Regions from separate parts of the Mus musculus genome. Here all the other regions are linked to region 1. Evidence: chromatin contacts called from public ChIA-PET data. All regions are on one chromosome and are shown on one strand. Each heading gives the region's core, a stretch centred on a gene start, on an enhancer-like site or on the middle of the called end of the contact. The rest is flanking DNA. Distances are from core to core; before and after follow the strand shown.

Region 1 (2,710 bases), core at 21-2,520:
GTGGGGGAGGTGTGACTGAAAATGGCCTGAGACAATACAGAGATAACACTAAAGCATCTGTAATGAAGACACAGTTGCATGCAGTAAAGAACTATTTATAAAGTATTGATCCTGACCCAGGGAGACCTGGCACTCTTTTGAAGCTCAGGTAAGGAGTGAATAGGTGGGTAGTTTCTATTTTGAAACACTGTCTCCCTCTGTAGTGTAGGCAGGTCTAGAACTCTGGGAAATCCTCCTGTCTCAGCCTCTCCAATGATGGGATTTATAGGTGTATGCCCCTCTACCCAGGAAATCTAAGACTCTCACAAAGACATTTGAACTGGTCATCCCCGCACTCAGTTCTAGCCAGAGTGACTTCCTTGATACTCTATAGACTTCTCCACTGCCCTTCCTCCAGGTAGCTACCTGGGTGGTTTTCTTGCTTCTGTCAGGTCTCTATTCCAGGGCTTGCCCTAACCGCCCGAACTCCCCTTATCTTCATTGTCCTGTTTTTATTCCTAATACTCCAGTCCCACCCACCACATTTTCTATGTTTTTGGCTCTAGTGTGTCATAAGACTTCCCAGAACAAAAATTCCATGTGAACAGGGATTTTGTTTTGCTCCTACAACATGTCACGTTTCGTTTCTGGCATCTACAACGCCCAACACCTTGTTGGGGGCCGCCAACATGACCCTGAAAGGCTCCTTGTCTGTGAGGTGGGGCGGGGTCTTGGCAAAATGTGTGACCCCTGTGACAGGCAGGGTTCTGGGCAGATGCTTGGTGCAGCACTTCCTCTGCTCTTTTCCCCCCCATCGTTGTCTCCTCCCCTTTCCAAAGGCCAGTGACAAGCAACAGGAATTAGGCCAGCTCAAATGTTAATGGAAATTAAAGGAGAGAGGAGGGCTGAAAGAGAGAACAAACGCAGCCGCAAAAGTAAAGGAAACCGGTGAAAAAGTAAGGCGGCGAAAAGGCCAACAGACGTCACGCTATCTGGTCACGCTGCCCGACTCCCCCGCGGCCGAGCGAGGCGCTCTTCCTCCGCCTTGTAGCCTCCCTGCAGCGGGTGCGAGTCACCATCGCTTAGGATAAGGCCGGGCCCGTAGTCCCACGAGAGAACCCCACATCCGCACCCCAGAAATCCGCTCCTCGGGGGGCCCTGCGCCAGCCCCCGGGTGGGGGGTGGGGGGGTTGGCGCGGGGCGTAAGGACTACATCTCCCAGGATGCATCGCACTAGCGCGCTTGCGCGGTGCGGCCGGCGGCGGCGGTCTGTTCTCCGCTGAGGAGGAGTGGGGCAGAGGAGGGAGGCAGCGGGTGAGAGTTCAGAGTTCAGCAGCAGCAGCCCGAGCCCATGATTCCCATATGCCCTGTAGTTTCTTTCACCTATGGTGAGTCTAAATGTGGCCCGTGGAGGCCTCTGCCATGCCCTGCCCCGGCCCTGGGCGGCGGGTAGGCGCGGGGGTTGGGGCCAGCTCCGGGGAGGAGGCGGCGGCCGCCACCCGGGCGTGCGAGTGAGTGAGGGAGTGCGGGGAGGGAGGCGGACGGCGGCGCGGCCGCGGTCCCCGCCGGCCAGGGCGGCTTCTCACGGCCCCTTTTCTCTCCCTTGCCATCCCTCGGCACCCCGACCCCTTGACGGCTGCCCTCCCGCCATGGGACCTGACTCTCCGTGCCCGCCGCAGTGCCCAGCCGGCTGGGGGAAGATGCCAAAATGGCGACCGGCAACTACTTTGGATTCACCCACAGCGGGGCGGCGGCGGCGGCGGCTGCGGCCCAGTATAGGTAACGGCTCCCCGCCTTCTCCCTTTTTCCTCTTCCCTCCGCGCCCCGCGGTCCGGCTCCCGCCGACGCTCCGGCCCCGCGGCCGCATCCGCCCCCGCCCCCGCCGCACCGCCCCGAGAGCCCGGGTCCCCGCGGCAGGCGCGGCCGGGAGCCCCCCGCACCCTCCCCACACCCGCCCTTCCCTGCCGTGTCGCACTCGGCCTCCGGCTCCGGCGGACAGCGGCCCCCGGAGGGGCCGAGACGGGGGAGGGATGACTGCGGAGGGGTTGGGGACGTGGAGGGCCTTGGACGGCCCCGGAGGTAAAATGGCCTCCCGCGGCCTTGGAGCGGAGCCGAGCCGCCCGCTGCGGCCCCTCGGCTTCCCGGGTCCCCGCCTCCACCCTGTCACCCCCCCACCTCTTATCTTCCCTTTGGCTCGGGGAATGGAGAGAGAGTGAGCCGAGGGGCCTCGCGCGGAGTGCGGAGTCAGCGGCCTCTACCGCGACGCCCCCGGAGCCCAGATCACACAGCAGGTCTTTGTCGGTACCTTCCCTTGGCCCTGGGTCCCCGACGCCACCAACCACCCCCCTGCCCCCAGCCCCTCAGATTAACTGCCACTTTGCCAGCGTCATCGCCTCCATCTCATTCCCTTTGGGTTTTCTTGCTCGCGGAGATGTTAATATGCCAACCACCTGTGAATCGTTTAGCTGTTAGACCGAAAAAGATGTGCGAAGTTCCTAGGGTAGATGATGCGTGTGTAGCCTTTGGAGCCATTGAGGACGGCTCCAAGTGGACCGGTGGTTCTCCTTTGAGGTCTTCCCCCCTGCCCCTCGCCCCGCCCGGGGAAAAAGAAAATGCCAGTGACTGTATACCGAGTAGTTGTGGTGCCTGGGATGAATCCTCTACCTCCAGATAGCTGTCATTGCTAAAGTAGCTGTAATTCCTTATACATCTTATCGCAGAAACAAGAGGC
Region 2 (2,783 bases), core at 186-2,685, 260 kb after region 1:
CTTGCTCTCTGGCACACACTGGGGAGGCTTGGAGGTGTCTCCAGCAGTGTTCTTAGGCTCCTCTTGGTCAGCTATGTGGAGCCTGTGTGACACTGCCTTAGAAAGCATTTTATGGGCAGCCTGGGGTGAAGGCAAGGACTTCCTGTGGTCGGTCCTGCCGCCCTTAGCGGGACTGGCCACAGGTGCCTCCGGACTGGCTTTGCTTTTGCTGTTCAGCCTCTTAAGCTTCGGGCTGCCCTTGGGCTTCTGACAGTTACTTAGTGTTTCCACTGGGCTTTTAGGGGATAGGTCCTTATTTTCTTGACTCTTCTGCCGGGGAGGTGGACTCTTAGGCACAGCCATTCCCTTTCTGTGGCTGGGGTTCACCGTGTTGCCTTTCGAGCCAGGACTCATAGCCAGCATTGAGGGTTGTTCCTTCTCAGATTTGCTCTGCAGATGTGCGCCTTGGCTGTCTTTATTTATGTCTTTAAACCAGGTCATGATAGGCCTCCTGGAGGTCGTTTTTGGTTTCTGTAGCAAGCCGTCCAGGTTGCCGCCCTTGGCAATGTGTAGGTTTGCCAAAACGGCCTCTCCATTCTTAGGGCCCTCGGCCCCCAGGGCATACACACTGCTCATGACATGAGAGGCATCTGCTCCTTTGTCTGGGGTTCCCTCATCCAGCAGGTCCTGTCCCAAACCATTTACCATATCTGGGTTCCTGAGCACAAATGGCGGGTTTCCACAAGGTCTGGTCGTTTGAGAAGGCTGGCTGTCTCCCACGACTGAGCCGGTGCTGCTGACCGCCAAGGTTTCCTCTGCGCACCCGGGCATGTGGCTCCGTGAAGTCTGTACGCCCGCCCAAGTCTCATGCTCCAGAGAGCTTACATCCAGGAAGGAAAATGGCTGGGAAGAGCCCGGGATGCAAGTGTTCGAGGCTCCTGTCATGAAGCAGGCTTTCTCGCAGGCGTCCCCCACCGGCTCCCTCACAGTCTGCTGTACCGAGGGAACTGCGCCGCCTGCAGCCTGGGCAGGAGCTTGGGCAGGCACTGGGGTCTCAGGACAACCACCTGGGGCACAGATTTCTATTTGCTCGTCCTCAGACTCACTGCTACCTTCCTTACGGGAGGACTCATGAGATGGAGGAGCTGGCCAGTTGTTCCTGGCCGCTGCTCGTGGATCTTCAACAAGAGACTCGGGGTCTGAAGACGAGTCTTCAGCATCGCCATACATGGACGAGGGCGAAGGTTCCGAGACGCCGTCTTCGTGGAAACTGCTAAAATTTCTGGAGTAGTTGTTCAGAAAGTTTTTGTTCCCAGCCAACTGTTTGTCAGGATGGACGGAATCCAGAACGGAAGGCTGGAAGGTCCACTGAGGGGGTGGGGGTGAGCCTGTGCCTCCGGTCTTCCCATGGTGGGAACTGCCACCCCCAGCTCCCCCTGGTGGCTGACTCTCAAAAATGTCCTGGTGAGTCCTGCAGTCTGCTCTCTGAGGAGACTGAGAAAGCCACGCCTCCGGGGCTTCCCCAATGAACTTGTCAATGTCTGTCACCGGGCTCTCTGTGCTCCCCGACAGGGTCCCATCAGTAGTCACTGGCACAGAGGGACCGGCGTGTGACAACTTTCCAGATGCTGACGCTGTTTCTTCAAGCAGAGCCCTATCTTTCAAGCTTGTAGGTACGCAGTGTCCTGGAGTTTCCAGGGCCTTGCTGGGACCCGAGGGGTCTCGGCTCCTTTCCTGACCCAGGAGGGAGGGATGAGGGATGGCCGTAGCTCGTGTCTCTCCTATGCTCATGGGGACAGCTGCTCTCCTGGTGCTGGGAGTGCTGTCCCCAGGGCCAGCCCAAGTCCTGCTGGAGTCGGGAAGAGCTGAGGCCTTCTCCCTGGGAGACAGGCTTCTCTGGCTGGCTGGCTTCATTTTAGATACGCCCTGGGACTCAGGCTCCGAGGTCCCGGGAGACACAGGCTGGCTGAGGCTCTCAGGTTGGAGGACTTGCTCGGTGACTGCAGGAGTCTCGCTGGAGTCAGGACGAACTTCCCTGCTCTTCCCTGGGGAAGGGGGATGGTCTGAGGACCCATCCCATCCTGTATAGGGTAGGGGAGAGGAAAGGGAAGTGTAAGCAAACGGGAACCCTCTAGAAGTTCTGCAAACATAAGCCATCTCAATACTGTTTCTCAGAAGTCCACAGCCTGCATCTAGACCTTTGGTTTTTTTCTCTCTCCAATTGTAGAGCGCTCAGATCTAGGAACCACCACCCTGCTTTAATGGCCTTAAAGTAACTGGGACAAGCAGAATGGACATTTAAACTTGCCCATTTCCCTCTTTGTTTGCTTTCAGATAGGAGACACCAGAAATCTTCTGCCTGGGTTTCTTTACCCAAATGTCTCTGCCGTCAGCAGTTCTGGAAAGACAGACACCGTTGGTTGTATTCCTTAGCTTTGGCCTAGACTGGGCAGAGGCTTCGTGTCTTACCTCATTCCAGCATCTATTTATCTGACTATGAGTGACTCGGACTGTACCAAGAAACAGTTCAACCTCCAAACCACAGGGAGGCTTGCTTTTTTTTTTTTTTTTTTTTTTTTGCGCTGCACAGGAGACGGAGCCGACGCTCCAGGTGGGGCCCTTGTTGGTACTGAGCTTCAGCTCGGCTTTGAAGTGACTTGTCCAAACAGGGGATCTGAAAGCCAGTTATTCCAGGAAGCCTTAACGGTAGAGGAAGCTTGAGAGGGGCTCATGAGGGACGGATTGCTCCGAGTGGGGAGGAGAACACCAGGCTGAAAGCACAGAGGCACAAAAGAGCACACAGC
Region 3 (2,837 bases), core at 131-2,630, 460 kb after region 1:
TCTTCCACCTTCGATGCCGGGGCTGGCATTGCTCTCAATGACAACTTTGTCAAGCTCATTTCCTGGTATGACAATGAATACGGCTACAGCAACAGGGTGGTGGACCTCATGGCCTACATGGCCTCCAAGGAGTAAGAAACCCTGGACCACCCACCCCAGCAAGGACACTGAGCAAGAGAGAGGCCCTATCCCAACTCGGCCCCCAACACTGAGCATCTCCCTCACAATTTCCATCCCAGACCCCCATAATAACAGGAGGGGCCTAGGGAGCCCTCCCTACTCTCTTGAATACCATCAATAAAGTTCGCTGCACCCAAAAAAAAAAAAAAAAAAAAAAAGACCATAGAGAGTCAGAGACTGCCTAGGGGTGAGGGAGACAATGCAATCAGTGGATTGCTTACCACACAAGCATGGGGACCTGAGTTCGGTCCCCAGAATCTATGTAAAAAGCTGGATGTGGCAGCATGCGTCTCGAATCCTAGTAGTGATGGGCAGGCAGACACAGGAGGATCCAGAGGCTTGCTGGCCAGCAAACCTTGCATCAAACTGCAAGCAGGGTTTTTTACTCAAATATATTATGAAAGAAAGAAAGAAAGAGAGAGAGAGAGAGAGAGAGAGAGAGAGAGAGAGAGGAGAGAGAGTCTGAGAGGAAGAGGAATGGAGGGAGGGAAAGAGAGAGCTGGTTATTTCAGGCTTAGTGAAGAACTGTCACTTAAGACTGCCAGGGACCCTCACTCCTGCCTTCCCACCGTGGTGGCAGTGAACAGATAGAAAAAGCTCTTTCCCCCTTTGCTCTGGCCCAATTGGAAACCAACACAATAGCCTGAAGAACTGAATGTATGAGGCAGGAGTCACCTCACCTTCTAAGCTGTGGGGTGTGTGTGTGTGTGTGTGTGTGTGTGTGTGTATGTGTGTGTGTGTGTGTGTGTGTGTATGTGTGTGTTCAGGTAATTATCCCATATGAACCAGACACTTTTTCAACACCTCTCCTTTCTGTTTACACCCATGCTCCATTATTTTCTGTCTTTCTAATTAAAAAGGAATACATGTCCCCAAATCATAAGAATTATGTCTCCCTTCGCCGAGTAACTGAAGGCCAACTGAATTTGAACCGCTTCCTTTCACAAGCTGTAACCCCGGGTCTCTCCATTCATTGAAACTAAAAGAAAGAAAAAGCTTTCGTTTTGTTCAGCACCTGTTAAAACACACCAGAAGAAACAAGAACAACCTTTTCTAAAAAGCAATCTACACATGCCAGACAGCCAAGAGACGACTAAGACTGCCATTGTTTAATGTGTAACAGCCACAGAACCGCCTCTTCACCTGGCTAGCACTAGGTGCTATTGTAGGGTCTCACCAAATGGTAGGCAGCACCTTACAGCACATTTCTTACCACATTTCTTGCCCTGCGTGCCATCACAAAATAAACTTAATTAAACAGTGCCCTCCAGAGGCCACTGGGAATTTAACTGTCCTGACAGATTCTGGAAAAAGTCCAAAGAAAAGGCAATTTAATTTTCTTTTGTGTTTATGTGGAGTCAGTACTTGGGCATGGCGTCCCTCGGTGGATGAGAACCAGCTCTGTCTGTCTCCACAGTGGACCTCTGACCGGGGTTAATCTGTTGGCAAAACATCCTTTACGAGGACGAGGAAATATCAAGGAACACTGCAGCTGGGCATGGTGGGAACTGGTGGTGCCTCCCCTGTCCTCCTGGGAACCGTCCCAGGCTGCATGCCTAAGCTGTGTCCCTCTGAATGAGCTGGCTTTCTCTCTCCTGTGACAACTGTGTGCTTTGCTCCAGCGGCTTCTGGGACCTGATTCCATGAGACCTTTCAGTCTGTTTACACCGCTGAGCAGCCTGGCCTTATCCGCTCAACTTAAACTCCCAGGAGACCAATCCAGCTGTCAATCAAGCCTCCAGGCAGGATCAGGATTGAGGTTATCGATCACATGTGGAATGGCCGATAGGTAGAGGTTGGGATGGGGATTTGGAGGTGGAAGGAGAAAGGGCCAGAACCCCGAGGTACAAAACAAGTTAGAATACCCAGCACTTCACGCAAGAAGGGGACTAGTGCTTCAAAGAATGTTTTTCTACTATGCATGAGCCACTGTTTCTAGAGGGTACCATGCACCACTGTTCATGAACTCCTAAACATCACTTCATCTAATCCCCTCAGCCTCCCATAGGGTCCGTCCTGTATCGGCCTTATCTTCACAAGGACCTACTGGCAACAATGTCTACATGTTTAGCGGTTCCCCCCCACCCCAGGCTTATTTCCATTTGAAAGTGTGATCCAAAGCTTAGCAAGGTTGAGCCAAGGTCTAAACCAGAGCTTCATATGCTGATGCTGAGCTGTCAGCATTATCCACCTTCTCTACCCCCCCCCCGGGGGGGGGGCAGCCCTTACAGCAGCTACAGAAACCCCACCAGAACAGATCTCATTCTCAGGGAGATGCAATCACGAGGAAGGTGTGATTCCCGCATGGAGAACAGTGAGTAGAGACTAGGAGGGAATTATTACTGACCAGGTCACTCTTTTCTCTCACTGTGTAACAAATGCCGCGCATGCAGAGGCTTTGGGGAGACACCCATCATTCATGTGTTCAATATGGTTTTTATTCTGTACATGGATGCTTTGTTTGCACACATGCCTTGTAGCCTCAGAGGCCAGTAGAGGGCGCTGGATCCCTGGGACTGGAGTTATAGATGGTTGTGAGTCTCCCTGTAAGCGGTAGGGATTGAACTTGGATTCTCTGGGAGAGAACATCTGCGGAGCCATCTCTGCAGCCCTTGCTGTGGTTCTTAGGGGAGAAATCAAGTCACAGGGTAGACTGG

What was found. ChIA-PET counts read pairs in DNA pulled down with a chosen protein or histone mark.
Region 2: an RNA polymerase II ChIA-PET map of effector CD8 T cells shows a contact between it and region 1, with 12 read pairs. The contact joins the enhancer-like site here to the promoter of Zfr in region 1. A contact is called at or near these places in 5 of 39 promoter capture datasets (HPC-7-derived erythroid cells, fetal liver, hematopoietic stem and progenitor cells and 2 more), 3 of 484 Hi-C or Micro-C datasets (the G1E-ER4 cell line and embryonic stem cells) and 1 of 115 datasets of contacts at active chromatin or transcription factors (effector CD8 T cells).
Region 3: an RNA polymerase II ChIA-PET map of memory CD8 T cells shows a contact between it and region 1, with 6 read pairs. The contact joins the enhancer-like site here to the promoter of Zfr in region 1. A contact is called at or near these places in 6 of 39 promoter capture datasets (3T3-L1-derived adipocytes, cranial neural crest, hippocampal neurons and 2 more), 1 of 484 Hi-C or Micro-C datasets (LSK cells), 2 of 115 datasets of contacts at active chromatin or transcription factors (epiblast stem cells and memory CD8 T cells) and 1 of 9 other capture datasets (embryonic stem cells).

Annotation. Positions count from the first base shown.
Region 1 is chr15:12,116,581-12,119,290 of GRCm38.p6, forward strand. It overlaps Zfr (zinc finger RNA binding protein), which reads left to right and starts at 1,271. Exons shown (of 20, transcript NM_011767.2): 1 at 1,271-1,367; 2 at 1,659-1,758. The coding sequence starts at 1,331.
Region 2 is chr15:12,374,321-12,377,103 of GRCm38.p6, forward strand. It overlaps Pdzd2 (PDZ domain containing 2), which reads right to left. Exons shown (of 26, transcript NM_001081064.2): 21 at 1-2,060. Among named protein-coding and RNA genes, the nearest start is that of Golph3, 54 kb to the left of the region's middle. Within about 2 kb of position 1,436, at least 120 of the 459 cell types and tissues checked have an H3K27ac peak or open chromatin away from gene starts, as enhancers often do. A contact at or near this core is called in effector CD8 T cells, fetal liver and hematopoietic stem and progenitor cells, where this site is marked.
Region 3 is chr15:12,575,756-12,578,592 of GRCm38.p6, forward strand. The region is part of intron 3 of Pdzd2 (PDZ domain containing 2); the gene reads right to left. It also overlaps the pseudogene Gm2606. Among named protein-coding and RNA genes, the nearest start is that of Gm41273, 74 kb to the right of the region's middle. Within about 2 kb of position 1,381, at least 79 of the 459 cell types and tissues checked have an H3K27ac peak or open chromatin away from gene starts, as enhancers often do. A contact at or near this core is called in memory CD8 T cells, where this site is marked.